Linked DNA regions of Mus musculus: regions 2 and 3 are each linked to region 1. A link is a contact called in public HiChIP or PLAC-seq and promoter capture Hi-C data. All regions are on one chromosome and are shown on one strand. The core of a region is the stretch at or near the end of the contact, and the rest is flanking DNA. Distances in the headings are between cores, read along the strand shown. Region 1 holds the start of Pdcd6ip (programmed cell death 6 interacting protein). Region 2 overlaps Arpp21 (cyclic AMP-regulated phosphoprotein, 21). Region 3 holds the start of Cmtm6 (CKLF-like MARVEL transmembrane domain containing 6).

Region 1 (2,627 bases), core at 56-2,555:
TTTACAAAACTCGGGCACTTTAAAGCAAATCCACTCTAAAACTCTCGTGAGAGAACTGTTTGAAATCTGGCTCCTCACTCTGTCAACAGATAAAGTCTACTCAGTGCTGGGAGCCATTCTAACTACGGTAAGGGCTGCTAGTGGCCATCTGGCAACACATGCAGGAAACATCACGGGAGCAAGATGATGCCAAAACTAAGGGGTGTCTCTGGACAGCTCTGTTCCCACCCTAATCCACCAGCGTCCCTTGCATGAAACAAGATCATATTACCAGAAATTGGATCATAAGGTATCACGGAAATGTTATCATTATCAAGTACCTGGGTTGTCACCAATTGCAAAAAGGACCAGGGTATTCCATACGTGCATACGCCCGTGTCAAAAGATTTTTAAGTAACCAGTCTCAGCGGTCTACTATGTCATTCAAGTTTTCTTTCAAACGACTGTAGCTCCTAACTTTTACAACTGTCAGTCTGTCACTTGATTATTGGAACATGAGATGACTTACTTCAAGTGAACAATATAATAAGTCACCGACATTTGGTTTAGTGTCCAAATTCTCTCCCTTCCCTTTCGTAACTATTATTAGGAAATCTAGACGTGGTCCAATAAAGTCACAAACAGGGATTGTAAAAGGGAGACTCCAGTTGTAACACCCAAAAAGTGAAAACCGGTCAAACGGCTGTAACCAGAGAGATCATTACACGGCAGACGTCCTCCCAGGTAAGGAGCCTCGGTGACAGAAGGCACTCGGAAGGGAGGACAGGGTTATGAGTCCTCTCACCAGGAAAGAATGCTGACCACACCTACGCTGCTGGCCTGAGTCAGAGTGGAGGCCAGGCGCGGGGGAGAGGAAAAGGCTATGAAGGGAGGAGGAAGCGAGGCTGGGGAGGGGAGCGGGGACAGGAAGGGAGGCTGGGAGGGAGCCCCGCCGCCCGGGCCCACCTCAGCAACGTCTCCAGGGCGCCCTCATGCTTGTCCAGCGGGCGACCGAGCGCCGAGCGCCGCAGTTTGCTGAGCTCCTCGGCCGCACGGCAGTACTGGGCCTGCTCCTCGCCGCCGCTCGGGTACGTCTGCTGGATGAACTTCACCAGCGGCTTGGCCAGGTCCACCTCCGAGGTCTTCTTCAGCTGCACCCAGATGAACGACGCCATGGTGAGCGCCCGGCCGCCGCGTCGGGCCGCACAGACGGAGGGACAGCGACCACGGCCTAGGCGCGCTCGGCACCGGCAGCGGAGGAGCGGACCGACGGGCCGACGGACTGGGCCGCCAGCGCTTCGAGCTGGCCACTTCCGGGAGCCCCCGCGCAGGCGCAGTCGGAGGGGCGCGCCGCTCGGTCACGTGATGGTGCCACCAAAGCGTCGCTCACCTGGGCTCGCCTGTGCGGCGCCTGCGTGGTGGGATCAGGCGGTAGCCTACTGCGATGATTAAATTTTCAAAAAGATTCTTTTGGTTATTTTGGTTTGGTTTGGTTGTTTTGTTCGAGACTGGGTTTCTCTGTGTAGCCCTGGCTATCTTGGAACTGACTTGTAGTCCAAGCCGGCCTCGAACTCGCGGAGATCTTCCTGCCTATGCCTCCCCAATGCTGGGATTAAAGGCATACGCCACTACCACCCGGCTCAAGAAGATTTTAAATTCTCCTTAGATTCTGCTCTATTTTTCTTTTTAAAATATTTTTAATTGATTGTATTTTTCCTTTTTTATTACAAAAATTAATTTTATAGGTCAATATATTCTGCCCGGTGGTGAAATGCTCCTTTGTTATGCTTTCTCCTATGAGACCAGACCCTGGGGAGTATTGTGATGTGCGGTTGAAGGTCCATTGTGTGTGCAGCCTTACCCCCACCCCCACCCCCCAGGGCAAAAGTAGAAAAAGTCCCTGCCTTCGTGCAGTCTTCCAGGTAAGGACACAGTCGGTAGTAAGGTACGTAAAAAGAGATCTCTTAGAAGAACATAGCATAAGCAAGATAATTTAAGAAACATCCTCCCAGAAGATGAATTTAAAAGAATACTCGCAATTTGACATTAAAAGAGAGCACGGGTGGAGAGACTTAAGTGGGAAGAGGCCCCAGACCTAAAGCACGAGTATCCCATATCCAGAACTTAAAAGGGAAGTAGAGACTAGAATGAAAGGAAGTTGAAGAGTGACACCACAAATCATTATGAAACTTGTAGTCAGTGTCTAGAATCTATTTAGTACAATCAGTCGTACTTAAGCAATTTTTTTTATATTTTTTACAAAGGCCTCCCTGGGTAACTGGGGAAATAGATTAGCAGTTAAAGACTGTTTGCTGCTCTGCCTGAGTGAGAGGCCGACCTGGGTTCCCAGTAGCCTCTTTAGGAACACACTCAACACCTGTAACTCAAGGCGACCCATCACCCTCTTGGGGCCTCCTCTGGGGCCAGCCCTCACGCGCACATACATAGAATGTTTCTTGAAGGCCTCCCAGAAGACAAGTCTGGTATTTTTACTGTTTATTTTTATTATGGTTTATTTATTGGGGAGTACTCAGAGGTCAGAGGTCAACTTCTGGAATCAGTCCCTTCTACCACGTGGGTCTCAGGGGTGGAACTCAGGTGGGCATGATTGACAGCAAGCACCTTTCCCTGCTGAGCCATCTCACCAC
Region 2 (2,627 bases), core at 38-2,537, 1.6 Mb before region 1:
TCTCACCGATGGGAGTTCCCTTTGAACACTGGGAAGGAAACAAAACTCAGAATACTTTTCAAAGTAAGATTTGCTTCAGGCCAGTGGTTCTTAAATATTAATGCCATATTAATTGCTGAAGAATGCATATCATAGGAACTGAACTGACCTACGTTGAGTTTTAGAATCCATTGTGTTTAAAGAGAAAGGAAGCTTTTGTTAAGATTGAAGGAATGCATCTGCCCCACCCAAACAGAATCATTTTTGGCTAGACATTGGCAATTAGAGGAATTTGTGACTCCCCAAGTCCCCATTTATTAGTGCTCTGCATGACCCTTCCACACACCAGTCTAAAAGCAGGCACAATATGATTTCAAAAGCAGTTATTTGGCCCTGGTGTTCCAGTACAGGGGAACGCCAGGGCCAAGAAGTGGGAGTGAGTGGGTAGGGGAGTGGGGGGGGGGCATGAGGGACTTTTAGGATAGCATTGGAAATGTAAATGAAGAAAATACCTAACTTTAAAAAAAATCAGTTATTTAGGAATCATGAAAGAATGTTTTTCTCTTAGCTAGATTTTTTCTTTTAAATCGTTGTTGGGGATAGGAGGTGCGGTAAGGAGTGGGGCTGTGTGTAAGCCAGCAGTGGGGCCATGTATATTCCAGCAATAATCTCACGTTTTCTTTGGTGTGAAAGTTAGAGGAAAACCTCTGAGGCTCATCTTCACCTCGTTTTTTTTTTTTTTTTTTTTTTTTTTTTGTATGACGCAGGCTCCCTGACCCTCAGGCTTCTGGCTGTTCTCTTTTCTTCACCTCCCATCTCAGTGGAGGAGATCTGGGATTGAACATGTGCTCTACCACAGCTAGCTTTTTAATGTGGCTCCTGGGGATCTGAACTCTGGTCAGCACAGTTGTATGGCATGCGCTTTACCCACAGAGCTATCCACCCAGATCTCCAATTTATTTGTTCATTTGCTGGCACTGTGGATTGAACCCAGAGCACTGCACCTTCTAGATAAACATCCTACTACCAGGTTTCATGCCCAACTATGCCTTGGCTAATTGGTATCCCATTCACAGGCGCTGCCAGAGGATGAGTCTCCCATTCACAGGGCAGTGACAGGCTCCTTCATTTTAAAGTCTTCACAATTATAATTTGATTTCACAACATCTTCATCTCCATTTTTTTCTATGTACATAATATAGCTCAGGCAATCATGAAGTCCCCATCAAGTTCCTTTAGGACTAGCAGACATACAACTCCCAGCTGGTGTGTCTTTCCACTTCCTGCATCTACTCCCACGCCTGTTAGCTCCTCAATAAAGCCATCTGTTGTGATTCCTCAGAGGCTCAGCCTCCCCAGAGGCTCTCCAAACCCAAGCCAGGCTCCTGCTACAAATATAACAGAAACAGCCACATGGCAGCTGTCCCTTTACGAATGCTGCCTGTCAACCGAGAAGCAAATGGAAAGAATTCAAGTTGACAGTCTTTAGAACAATGCCACAAACCCTCGGGGCTGGGAGTTGAGGCAGGAGGATAGCTCATGTTGATGCTGGGAGCTGGTATTACTGAACTACATAATTTATACCCAGTTACTGTCACACAAGCCAATAATAATGAGCAAAGGAAGGGGGCTTGGACTCTTGTTAGTCTGATTCTCGCCATCCCCTTAACAAACCCTGGCTTAGTATCTTTTCATAGGCTTCTGAAATCTGTAAGTACACACAATCATGCACAGGATTTCTTGCTCTATTCCATCTCATTACTGAGATGGAAGGAGATTCCTACAGCGCTGCAGTGTTACTGAACAGGATGGGGACACAGGCTCACTCTTCCTATTTGGGTAATTTAAATTATTGACATTTTAATTCAAAGTACAAGTGTCTGTTGGCTATACTGGAAGGGACACGTGGCCAAAACAACATTGATTTTTCTGCCCCAACTATCTTTCTTCAGTTTACAGTGAATGAGACCCACACCAGCAAGTTAAGATACTTTGGAAGATACCGCATCAGAGCCATCACAGACTGAGCATCTGAAGGTAGGAAAATAAGTTTCACTGGATTAATCCACATGAGAAGAAAGGTGGGCATGGTGAGAGAAAAATATTAGAAAATAAATGACATTAACATGTTTTTTCATCTCTATTTGTACTGGGGAGCTAATCCTGCAGAGGGGGCATTGGCCTCAGCCTGCTTGGATTCCTGTGGTGTCAGCTGAGCAGGTAGCAACTCCGCAGAAGGGAGGAGAAGGAGTGGGCTTGTGGCTCTCCCTTCTGTGACTGACAGGCTCAGCAGTGGGGTACGAGAGAAGCCAGCCACTGTGTGTGCATATTCATCATTGCTCTGAGGAAGGCAGCAATCAGAGACCGAAGGATCGATATGCTGCAAAGAAGTTGAACTTTAGATCTCAAGTGGTGTGGGGTTATTGATTTCCCGGTGCTTCCAGGAAGCCGAATGCTCCAGGTCGCTCAGGTCATCTACGAACTTGCTGTGTAATATTTCCAGAATTAGAACTCAGTCGGCTCACCTTCTTAGAATGTTCAGTTTCTATGTTTGTCTTGCTACATTTTATATCATTATTATTTATTGTTGTTATTATTATTATTAATATTATTTTAAACCAGGTCTTCTCTATCCCCAGCTGACCTCA
Region 3 (2,627 bases), core at 50-2,549, 1.0 Mb after region 1:
AAGACCAATGTAGCCTGTGCTTGTAACGGCGGAGCTGGCAAGGCGGGACGCTGATCTCTGGGTCTTCTTAGCCTTTTAGCCTCACCTATCTAGTAAGCTAGGTTCAGTGAGACACACTGCCCTAAAACAGGGTAGATGGTGCCTGAGGAACATACTCAAGGTTGACTTCTGACCTCCACACTTGCACCCGCGCGAGCCTGCACCTTCATACGCGGGTGCACCCCTCCCGCCCATGAGAAGATGACTATCTGAAAGATGGAAGATAGTGAGACGTGAGAAATAAGTCAAATCTCTGTGGGAGGAGCATGGAGGGGTGCAGCTCAACGGGGGGGGGGGCGGGGGGGCGGGGCGGGGGGAGACGGGGACGGGCGCGGGGGAGGAGGGCGGTTAGCATACAGAAGGACCTCAATGTGATCTCTGGCAGTTTTAAAAAAACAAAACAGGCTGAGGGGAGGAGGAGCACGTGCCTGTAATCTCAGCACTTCAGAGACAGAGGCAGGAGGATTGTCACTAGTTGCAGACTAGTGCTGGCTATGTACATAGTTCTAGGCTAGTCTGGGCACGTGAAACCTTGGTTTTATTTCTTTTATTTTTAAATCAGACCGAAACGAAACTAAAAGACACAGATCAAGTCAGGGCGGAGAGGTGGCTCAGTAGGTAAAGGCGCCAGTTACTAAGCCTGAAAATGAATTCAATTCTCAGGAAGAAATGACTCAGAATAGTTTTCTGACCTCAGCACAACGCTCCTTCTTAGATAGGTGGATGGACGGATGGATAGATAGATCGATAGATAGATAGATTAAAAATATAGATAAAATAGATAGATTAATCAAAGTGTAATTTAAAAAATCCAAAAAACAAAAAAGCTGAAGTCCATCGAAAGCATGAAACTGTCAAGAGTTAGCCGGGCAGTGGTGGCGCAACGCCTTTAATCCCAGCACTTGGGAGGCAGAGGCAGGCAGATTTCTGAGTTCGAGGCCAGCCTGGTCTACAGAGTGAGTTCCAGGATAGCCAGGGCTACACGGAGAAACCCTGTCTCGAAAAACCAAAAATAAATAAATAAATAAAATAAAAACCCAAAAAAAGAAAGAAACTGTCGAGAGTTAACCAGAGAGCAGGAAAGGCAGAGGGGTGTGGCGAACAAGAGGCGCGGCAAACCATGGGGGCGTGGCAAAGGGAGAGAAATTCTATGGGCTGGAGCTCAGCAAGCGAGGGGGCGTGACGAGGCGTGAGGAGGGCGGAGTTGACCGGAAGCGTGGGCGGAGTCCCAGGAAGTGACGCCCCCTACCGCTCGGCCGAGAGTTTAGCTGGGTGAGCGAGTGTTTGCGGGCGATGGAGAACGGAGCGGTCTACAGTCCCACCACCGAGGCGGCCCCGGGCACTGGCAGGGGTGCGCGCAGCGGCCTGGCCGCCTACTTCGTCCTGGGCAGGCTCCCTTGGCATCGGCGCATCCTCAAAGGCTTGCAGCTGGTGAGCCTACGGCGGCGGCCGGGACCTGTGGGCTGAGGGCTGGGGTGGATGCCTCGAGGCTGCCGCTCGCTCGGCCTCCTCGTTCGGGAAGCAGCCGTTTCCACACCCCAGTTCCTTCCCTTCCTACCCGGGAAGGAGGCGTTGCCGTCCACCGCCTACCCGTGGCCCGGCCTCAGCCTCTTAAACCCTTTTTCCCTTCTCTCAGCTAGAATTCTTTCATTATCGCCCAGAATGCTTGTGTTTCAGACAACGTAGTGCTTTCTGTTTATCTTTTCTGGCTTTTGCGGTTTTCCGGGTGCTGGCCCATTAGGGCAATATAACATGTCGGATAGTTTGTGTATGTGTTTAACTTGCACAGTGAGTTTGATCAAGGCAGAGAGAGTCGAAAGGGCATCTTTCTGCTTCATGTGTGCGGGTGAGAGAACCTGAACCTGCTTCTCTTTATTTCCGCCTAGGCGTGAAACTGTAGTCATCTTTGCTATTTAAATTATGATACTCCTGCTGTGTCTCAGCTGCCAATGGGTATTAAGGTTTTTCAAGAAGACACTTTTCGGAAAACCAAATTGTTTAGAATGTTTATGGGTTTTGTTTAGTTTTGTGAGCCATTTATGCTAAAAGTGGCCCACTGCCTTTCTTGGGAAGATTTAAAATTCTCAAAACGCCGATAATCAGAACTTACATTCTTGGAACTCAGTTGACCTACTTTCCTGAAGTAGAAAGCCAGCAGTTAGAAAACTGGCGCTGCTTTTAGGTGCCAGCTTGGGGATGAGAGGAAATCATTCAGAGACAAGTGATAAGTAGATCTGGTCTTGTGTAACCCCCTACATCCTCCTAAGATGTCTGCAGTGGACACCTTTAGGTTCCGCAGGCACCTGGGTTCCCCGTCTTTGCGCATTTGCAGAACCTGTTCCTTTAACCCAGATGGGTGTGGTTTTGCCCCCACCCTTCCACCTCCTTCTTTTCCTTCTCCCTCTCTCCCCTTGTTCCTCTCTTCCTCCCCCTCTCCTTTCCATTCCTTCTCTTCCACTCTTTTTTCACAGGGTCTCAAGTCTCATGTAGTCCAGTTAACTTTAGACTCACTAATGTAGAGGATGACCTTTGAACTCCTGATACTGCTGTCTCCACAGTGCTGGGATTACAGGTGTGCTCCACCGTGC

The links. Promoter capture Hi-C pulls out the DNA fragments that hold promoters and counts their contacts. HiChIP or PLAC-seq counts read pairs in DNA pulled down with a chosen protein or histone mark.
Region 2: a contact with region 1 is called in an H3K27ac HiChIP or PLAC-seq map of large pre-B cells, with 11 times the contacts expected there. The contact joins the enhancer-like site here to the promoter of Pdcd6ip in region 1. A contact is called at or near these places in 3 of 39 promoter capture datasets (the C10 cell line, hippocampal neurons and second pharyngeal arch cranial neural crest) and 2 of 115 datasets of contacts at active chromatin or transcription factors (embryonic forebrain and large pre-B cells).
Region 3: a promoter capture Hi-C map of erythroid cells shows a contact between it and region 1, with 19 times the contacts expected there. The contact joins the promoter of Cmtm6 here to the promoter of Pdcd6ip in region 1. A contact is called at or near these places in 1 of 39 promoter capture datasets (erythroid cells) and 1 of 115 datasets of contacts at active chromatin or transcription factors (the 230-238 cell line).

The regions. Positions count from the first base shown.
Region 1 is chr9:113,706,954-113,709,580 of GRCm38.p6, forward strand. Pdcd6ip (programmed cell death 6 interacting protein) reads right to left here and starts at 1,306. Exons shown (of 18, transcript NM_011052.2): 1 at 946-1,306. The coding sequence starts at 1,154.
Region 2 is chr9:112,101,319-112,103,945 of GRCm38.p6, forward strand. All of the region lies in intron 19 of Arpp21 (cyclic AMP-regulated phosphoprotein, 21), which reads right to left. It overlaps Gm51694 (a long non-coding RNA gene), which reads left to right. Exons shown (of 3, transcript XR_003948255.1): 1 at 1-2,627. Among named protein-coding and RNA genes, the nearest start is that of Gm51694, 15 kb to the left of the region's middle. Within about 2 kb of position 1,288, at least 59 of the 459 cell types and tissues checked have an H3K27ac peak or open chromatin away from gene starts, as enhancers often do.
Region 3 is chr9:114,729,904-114,732,530 of GRCm38.p6, forward strand. It overlaps Cmtm6 (CKLF-like MARVEL transmembrane domain containing 6), which reads left to right and starts at 1,300. Exons shown (of 4, transcript NM_026036.3): 1 at 1,300-1,470. The coding sequence starts at 1,333.